2 separate regions of the Mus musculus genome follow, and region 2 is linked to region 1. The links are chromatin contacts, called in public Hi-C maps. All regions are on one chromosome and are shown on one strand. The core of a region is the stretch at or near the end of the contact, and the rest is flanking DNA. Distances in the headings are between cores, read along the strand shown.

Evidence for each region. Hi-C and Micro-C count contacts between places; a contact is called where the count stands out from the background.
Region 2: a contact with region 1 is called in a Hi-C map of uterus, with 4 times the contacts expected there. The contact joins two enhancer-like sites. A contact is called at or near these places in 9 of 484 Hi-C or Micro-C datasets (the AtT-20 cell line, the N1E-115 cell line, cranial neural crest and 5 more) and 1 of 115 datasets of contacts at active chromatin or transcription factors (pancreatic cancer cells).

What each region holds. Positions count from the first base shown.
Region 1 is chr1:91,769,098-91,772,864 of GRCm38.p6, forward strand. No RefSeq gene overlaps it. Among named protein-coding and RNA genes, the nearest start is that of Twist2, 30 kb to the right of the region's middle. Within about 2 kb of position 1,899, at least 22 of the 459 cell types and tissues checked have an H3K27ac peak or open chromatin away from gene starts, as enhancers often do. A contact at or near this core is called in the N1E-115 cell line and uterus, where this site is marked.
Region 2 is chr1:91,870,989-91,874,313 of GRCm38.p6, forward strand. No RefSeq gene overlaps it. Among named protein-coding and RNA genes, the nearest start is that of Gm46242, 7.0 kb to the right of the region's middle. Within about 2 kb of position 1,588, at least 71 of the 459 cell types and tissues checked have an H3K27ac peak or open chromatin away from gene starts, as enhancers often do. A contact at or near this core is called in the N1E-115 cell line and uterus, where this site is marked.

The DNA.
Region 1 (3,767 bases), core at 649-3,148:
GGGGGAGGGGGAAGGAAAAAGGAGGGGAAGAGGGAGGGGAAAGGGGGAGGGAAGAGCGAGAGAAGACAAAACCCCAAGAGTAACAAGAATACGGAAGATAGAATAAGTAAGTTAAAAACTTATTTATCATCACTGATAACTGCAGATCAGAAAAGCAAGCTCTAAGTAGCATCTTTTAAAGCCCTGTTGTCCACACTGGGCCTAAGTCTGGGTAGATTGGGTGTTCTCGTGGGCTCTTTTGGAAGGCCAATAGAATGCTTTTGGAAAGTGGTTTTGAAGTGTAGATTAAAAGTGATCACTCAGCAACGCCACGCCCACTCGTCTTCTTTGGGGGGGATAAGGAAAGTGGAAACAGTCGGGCCTGAAGGCGTTCATCACCACCTCATTTATAAGGAGGAAGTCTGAACACAACCCGCGTGTCCATCACCAGATGCAGATCTCCAAATAAATACCAGAAAATTAGTGATGAAACCCTACACTGCCCGTGTAAACTATTCCCCAAGAGTCTGAAATAATTGTAGGAAATGTACCCTGTCCTGTTAGCTAAAGTGGGTAAGACTCACAAGGCTCCTTTTAAGAGGCTACATTGAGGATGCCTGGGGTGATCTTGTTTGTTTGTTGTTTATGGTTATGTATATGTATGGGCTATAAGCCTGTAGGTGTTTGGAGGATGTTTCTGGATTATTTCCTTGATATGGAGTCTCTCACTAAGCCTGGAACCTCATCCCCCACTGGTGTTATAGGCTCACGCTCAGCTTTTTACATGAGTGTTGGGGATTTGAACTCAGATCTTCATTCTTGTGCAACAAGCACTCTTACCTATGGGCCCATCTTCCCAGCTCCTGGTGTGGGTACCTCCGAGTGATAGATTATGGGCAGTCCTCCACTGATACTTGCTTCTGTATTCTCCACATCTCCTATCTTGGGTGTATGGTTACTTTATCAAAGTCACAAAATATATTTAGAGCACCTGGCAGAAGGAATCAGAGGACCTGGCGGGCGGGGCACCCTGCCCTTTAATGATGGCAATCAGTGCCTCCCACAGGAATGGAGGGCAGAGGTGTCTGTGGGGAGAGACTGTGAGCCAAGGACTCTGAGGACAGAGTTTGTCCCGGAACAGATGTTTGGTTAGCGGGTTCCAGATGAGCACAGGCTGTCTCCCTTAACTCTATGCCCCCAGGCCAAGGAGCCTGCCACCTTCTTTCCTTCCGCCAGAGGACTCAATCTCAACTCAAAGAATCATGATGGTGCACTGAGGCTGCCAAGAGGAGACCAATTAGCACAAAGTAAATATTTCTCCACCAGGGAAGTGGACGTCGGCCACCAGAGCACTTCTCCGAGGGCAAAAAACACAGGGTTTCCTGCGTCCCGGGCCAGCTGCAGCCAGAGATGAAAGAGACCAGAGCGCCTCTCCACAACCTCCTGGGCTAGGGCCGGCCGGGCAATTAGACTTCAGCATTTATTTATGGAGCTAATTTTGTGTGTACCGCTCCTATTTCCGTCAGTAGATAAAAAGCAGAGATAGTTGGCTTGGCACTGGCCTCGAATACTCTGGGAGCCCCAAGAGGGGACCACTTGAAAGCAGAGGGATTCTGCAGGGAATGGTTGTGAATTAGGGTCGTGGAATTCCACTCCACCACAGCTCCAGACTCCCCTTTTGCCGTTATGCCTTCCTCCCGTGGATCTAGGGAGGGGATATTTATAGGATTCCCACCATTTATGGGAGGCACTTCTAAGAGAAAAAATAAGGCGGGGGCGGCATGCTCACCTAGTAAAAGCTAACGGTCATGGTTGTTTACTCCCCGCCCCCCACTTTGCTCCAGCCCTGCAGCTGGCTGCATCGCCCTGCCCCCCAGCACACCGGGTTAGCAGCATCAACCCTCCTGTGTCTCAGAGTCGATCAGTAATTAGTGACTGGAAGCCCTCCTGCCCTGAGTACAGTAGGCAGGTGTTCCCTTGGAGGCCTTCTCTGAATTATCTGATGGATCCCTGACAGGGTTCACGGACAGTTAAGTCACGCGGGACAGTGGAGAGTTCGAACACCTACCAGGATTGGTTCTCCCAGAGCTTTCTCTCTTGCCATTGTAAACATTATATTTACAGTCGACTCTTAAAGGCCACACCCCGAACATCACAGGGTAACGACTTAGAAAAGAGTAATTGTACAATGAGAGTAGTTTTAAGTTTGTTGTATGTTTCCTCTCAGAAATAATGCCGCCTCTTCAAACCTGAACTAAAATACTAGAGGGAGAAAGAGTTACCTGATGTGGTTTTTGAGATTTTTAAAGTGGTTATTTTTAAGAATTTAGAAGTGGTTTTCCTGCTCCAAACACCAGCATGCCATGGTCCTCTAGAAGTGCTTGAACACATTTTTAAATTAAAAGGCTCTCAGATGGGCTATAAAGTGATCTGTTACTGTGAAGTGCTGGGAGGACTTTCAACATGAGGGAACGCGCCCCGTGCTGGAAGCAGAACCCATCAATGTGCCCTCTGCCAATACTGTCCACAGTGTGGAGTCACATCCAATAATCTGGGAGATAAACACAGTGAGTCTACTAATTTCAAAGATGACCCTGTGTCTGTTTCGCTGTATAAAAAAAAAAAAAAGAAAAAACTAAAGGGGGCTTCACACATATTTTGCTCTTCGAGGTAAGAGTCTAACTTGAAAGAATCAACAAAGGTGACTAAAGAGTGTTCTATCTGAATTCTCAGAGAGACAGATCAATTAGTGCAGGAGATTAGAGAGGCTAGCCTGGCCTTCCCTTGGCACATGAAAGAGACATGGTCCTTGGCTCTAGTCTATCCTACCTTCTGAAAATGCAAGTGTCTAGCTTGCTCTCTGCATGAGTCTGTCTGTGAACAGTTCTGAGCATTTCAAAGTGGCTTTTGTTGCAAGCAGAATCTTATCATTACAATGCTAGGGCCCTGGAAGAAACATCTACTTGGCAATCTGGTGAAGAATACGTCAAAATTTCTTGAGTCCAGAGTTGTCACCGCTGGGAGACGTTCTGACCAACATCTCGGTTTACCTGGGGAAGGAGGAGAATCTGTCTGGGAGCACCTGCCTCTTGGCTTGGGAGGAGTCAGGGCTGGTACTGAGTGGGCGTGGATGCAAGTATTCCCATCCCCGTGGCACTCCACGGCCCCTGCAGAATTGGTTTTCTCTTTAAGCTCATCCTTCAGAGTTCCTAGACCTGGGAGCTTTCCTGGGATGCTCTGCTAGGGCTCGGGAGCTGTCGGGAGGCAGAGGAGGCTGAGCGCTGCAGCTGAACCTGACATCTTAATCCTACGGGGCTGCAGCCCTCTGGTGTCTGGAGCTCATGTTCTGAGCTGAGGCATAGGAAATGACAGAAGACTTAACAGCTGTTGGCCAACACTCTGGGGATGATCTTTGGTGGCACACAGCAGACTCTATCCCACACCCACAATGAGCTTAGTCCAGGGCACCAAGATCCCTGATGGAGGATGAGTGCCCAGAGTCAGATAAGGGGCAATGTCAGCTACAGTGGAAGCTGCACAAATGTCACCAAGAAGGCACAGAGCTGACCCTACCCAGAAAGTAGGGAGCCAGGAAGATGATGGCAGAGGTGTGGGTGATCCACAGAGGCAGCCGATCCATAGTGGAGTCAGGCTGTTCCCTCACACTCTAGAGGTAAGGACACTGGTGGACTCTCAGGGGCGAGGACACATCAGCATTAAGTGCTGCCTGGGGCAGGCGGGCATCTTGTCTCCTCCCTTCTCCCATCTCCCATCATCTCCCATCTCCC
Region 2 (3,325 bases), core at 338-2,837, 100 kb after region 1:
AACTCAGAAGAAAACCCCCCATTCAAAATACCCACTTGTTTTTCATATGGACTAGTGTCAAATATTAAGTGTAAGAGCAGATGAGAAGACATGTGATGTTTTCTCAGTAAATACCGAGTGAGCCAGAGTGGCCTCTGTGCCCACTGACCTGCAAGTGTAATGGCCCCGAGGGCTCCTTACACAGAAATAATGCACTGTGAGTATATGCTGCTGCTGGGGACCTGGCTCTCGGAGGCTGCTCTTCTGTCCCATTAATTACTGCAGTGGAGGAAGTGAGGTCAGGCCTCCCACCAAGGCAATGGGACTCGCAGGGCCACTCTGCGGTTCCTCAGGAAAGCATTTTTTTCTTATCCACACAGCGACACCATCTCAAGCCAATAAATCCTCTTGAAGCAAAGACAAAGGGGAGAGAGGAATTCCATGGAGGGGGGTGTCTTTGAGTCTCTCCCCAAAGGGCCACCATGCTCAGGAGCAGGACCTGCCCACAACTCAGGCTTCCAGTACCAGGGTTCTGGCCAAGGGCAGGGTTGCTGGGTGGGACCAGATTAGGATAGTATGATGACTTCTATGTAAAATGAGCAGACAGGGACTCCTGGGGAGCAACACACACACACACACACATACCAGTGAGTGGGCAGCTGGGTGGTAGCTCCAGCCCCCTCTGAAGCTCATAGAGGTGTCTTCCTATAATCTGTAGCCCCTGCCTCGAGCTGGCCATACAAATGAGTAGCTTCTAGGCTGTGTCCCCCAAGGTCTCTGGAACTTCTACCAGCAAAGCTAGGACAATAAACTCCCTAGCATCAGGTAATGTGGAGCCCTGGGTCAAGCAAGACTGCCATGGGCCCTTGGTAGCAAGCAGTTTAGAGGTCTCCCTCCCTGTTTAATGACAGCTCTGGCCTGGCTCCAGAGGCCACCCAGGACATGTTCTGATGTCAGCTAGTGCCTGTGTTTTCAGAGCTTCAGGGACCAGGGAGAAGATCACAGAATAACAAGTGTCAGTGAAGACTCTCATCTTGGGGTGCAGACAGACATCTTGGTTTCATCTGTGGGTGCCCCTCTGTGAAAGGCAGGTGGGAGTACTCCATGGTGATCATAGGTGTGAGCCTACGGGACCTGCCACAGAGGCTGCGCTCATGCATGGTCCCATGGGGTGGGTTGTTTCCTCTCTGAGACGGAAGTCTTTCATTCCAGAGTTTATTGGTGGCCTCTGGCCCCTGCTCATGCTTGAATGTCACTTCCCCACAACATCCCTTCACCCACTCTGTTCCCTCCATGGCTGCCTTCTGCCCTGGCTAATACCAGGCTGTGCCTTCCTGTTGGCTGTTGTCCTTGTTCTGTGTTCTACAGCCAGGTTAGCATCTCTTTTGTCCGTGTTCTCCCTCCCACACCAAGGTAAGTGACAGCTGACGATGCTGTCATTTCAATCCAGGGACAATTCCACACTAAGCAAACTCTCCGGCAGCTCACTGAGCCCCTCCCCACGCTCACATAGATGTGAGATCCAGAAGGTGTTTGCTTAAACCCCTGACCTACATTCTCCATCACGCAGTCATCCAACCTGGAAATGGCTGGGCAGCCGCATTGCCAACACAAACAGGGCTGCACTGTGCTGTGCTCTCAGTGGCTCTGCACCCCTCCCACCTTCTCTGCCTGCCTGGGCCACACACCCATCAAGCAGGAGGAGGGCACCTCCACTGTGATACCCTCCCAAGGACTGCAGATCAGGCTGATTCCTTTGCAGTGGGGTCTCTAGGGCCTGGCTCTGCCCTAAACATACACGCAGCTCTCCCGAGATTCCTTGGAAGCACAGGACAGAAAATCTCACGTTTCTCTTCTAGCTTTCAAATGCAAGCTGGGGCTGTAACTAAGGGGTGTGGCTTGGGGCTGAACAGTCTGTAAAGACTCTTCTAAAATAGACAGGAGGCAGCTGGAGGCTTTGCACCTCTGTCTTGTGGCTTTCAGGGGGACCCAGGGCCTGCAAGTCTTAGGTTCTAGTGTGAGAAGAGGTTACTTACCACTGTTCTGATCAGCCTGACTGAGGCCCAGGAAATAAAGAAAAAGCAAATACAAGAACAGGAAACCTGATGGAGAAGCTGTAATACCCCAGAAGCTGATGTGTTTATTATAGAGCATTTGGCAGGGGGGACTATAGCATACAGCTGTCCATGGAAGTGGGTATATTACAGAAAACAAGGAGTCAGGGTTATTATATACAGCTGAAAAGGGAGACAGGTTTTGCTCATCTCAAGAGAAGCAGAGCTGTCTTCGAGCTGTAAACCTCCCTTGGGAGGATGTATGGTGGACATTTTCTGTACACATTATCAGCATCTACACTCAGACCTGAGGAAGACTTTGCCACCTCCACGGGGCTGAGGCATTAGGGGTCCTTGGTATGTGGCTATGTCCATATCAACAGCACACATATACCCAGGATTTCACCTCACTGTTCTGCCCCCCCCCCCCGTAGGGGGCGGTGAGAACAGGTAAGAAAATGCCCAGAGTACAGGGGGTTTCCTACAGGGACCCTGAAATGCTGGGTTTTTCCTCTATAGATATGGCAAGCCCAGGGAAGGGTGGGTTTTGTAACCCTCAGCCCCCTCCCCCAAGGTGTGCACCCACTAGGGAACCTCGGGGGCCTGAAGCCTGTCACTGTTCAGCACTGGCTGTTTCACGGAGCCCTGGGGAAAGGCTCCAGTCAGCTTCTTCCTTTCCCATCTCCATCTGGTACCCAGCTCCGAGCTCTCCTCTACACAGTCCCTGAGACAAGACCATGTGATCTCCCAGCTTCTTCTCAAAACATCCTGGCAGCTCCCTGGCTGGAGACCCAGTGGCACTAAATAGAAATTTATGTGACAGGCCTCAGGGGAAAAGCCCAGAGGAGTTTGTTTAAAAGTAAATTCGTCAAGCCGAGCTGAGTCAGGGTCTGACCTCCAACCTCTGCTGACCCTCCCCAGCAAGGGGGGAGAGAGTCCAGCTACATCAACAAGCCACACCAGGGGATCCCACTGCAGACTTGTATCCCTTTGCCACCAAGAGATTAGCCCTGAGGTGACCGCAGCTACCCACACGTCAGGTCCCTCGGTTGTTACCTGGAGCATCTCCAGTCCTCACTGTCCTCCTTCCTCCAGTCCTCACTGAGCTGCCCCACCTTTGGCTCCCATGCTTTCCCTTATCCTGGTGCCCACCTACTCAGGTAAACCAGGGTCTGCTCAGCCCAACGAGCGGAGACCATTTTTCTTGCTCTGGCTATCAAAGGCAAATCCATGTGTGGCCACACAGACAGGGAGAGTGTCTGCTTATCTGGAGGCAACCGGCCTGTGTAAGC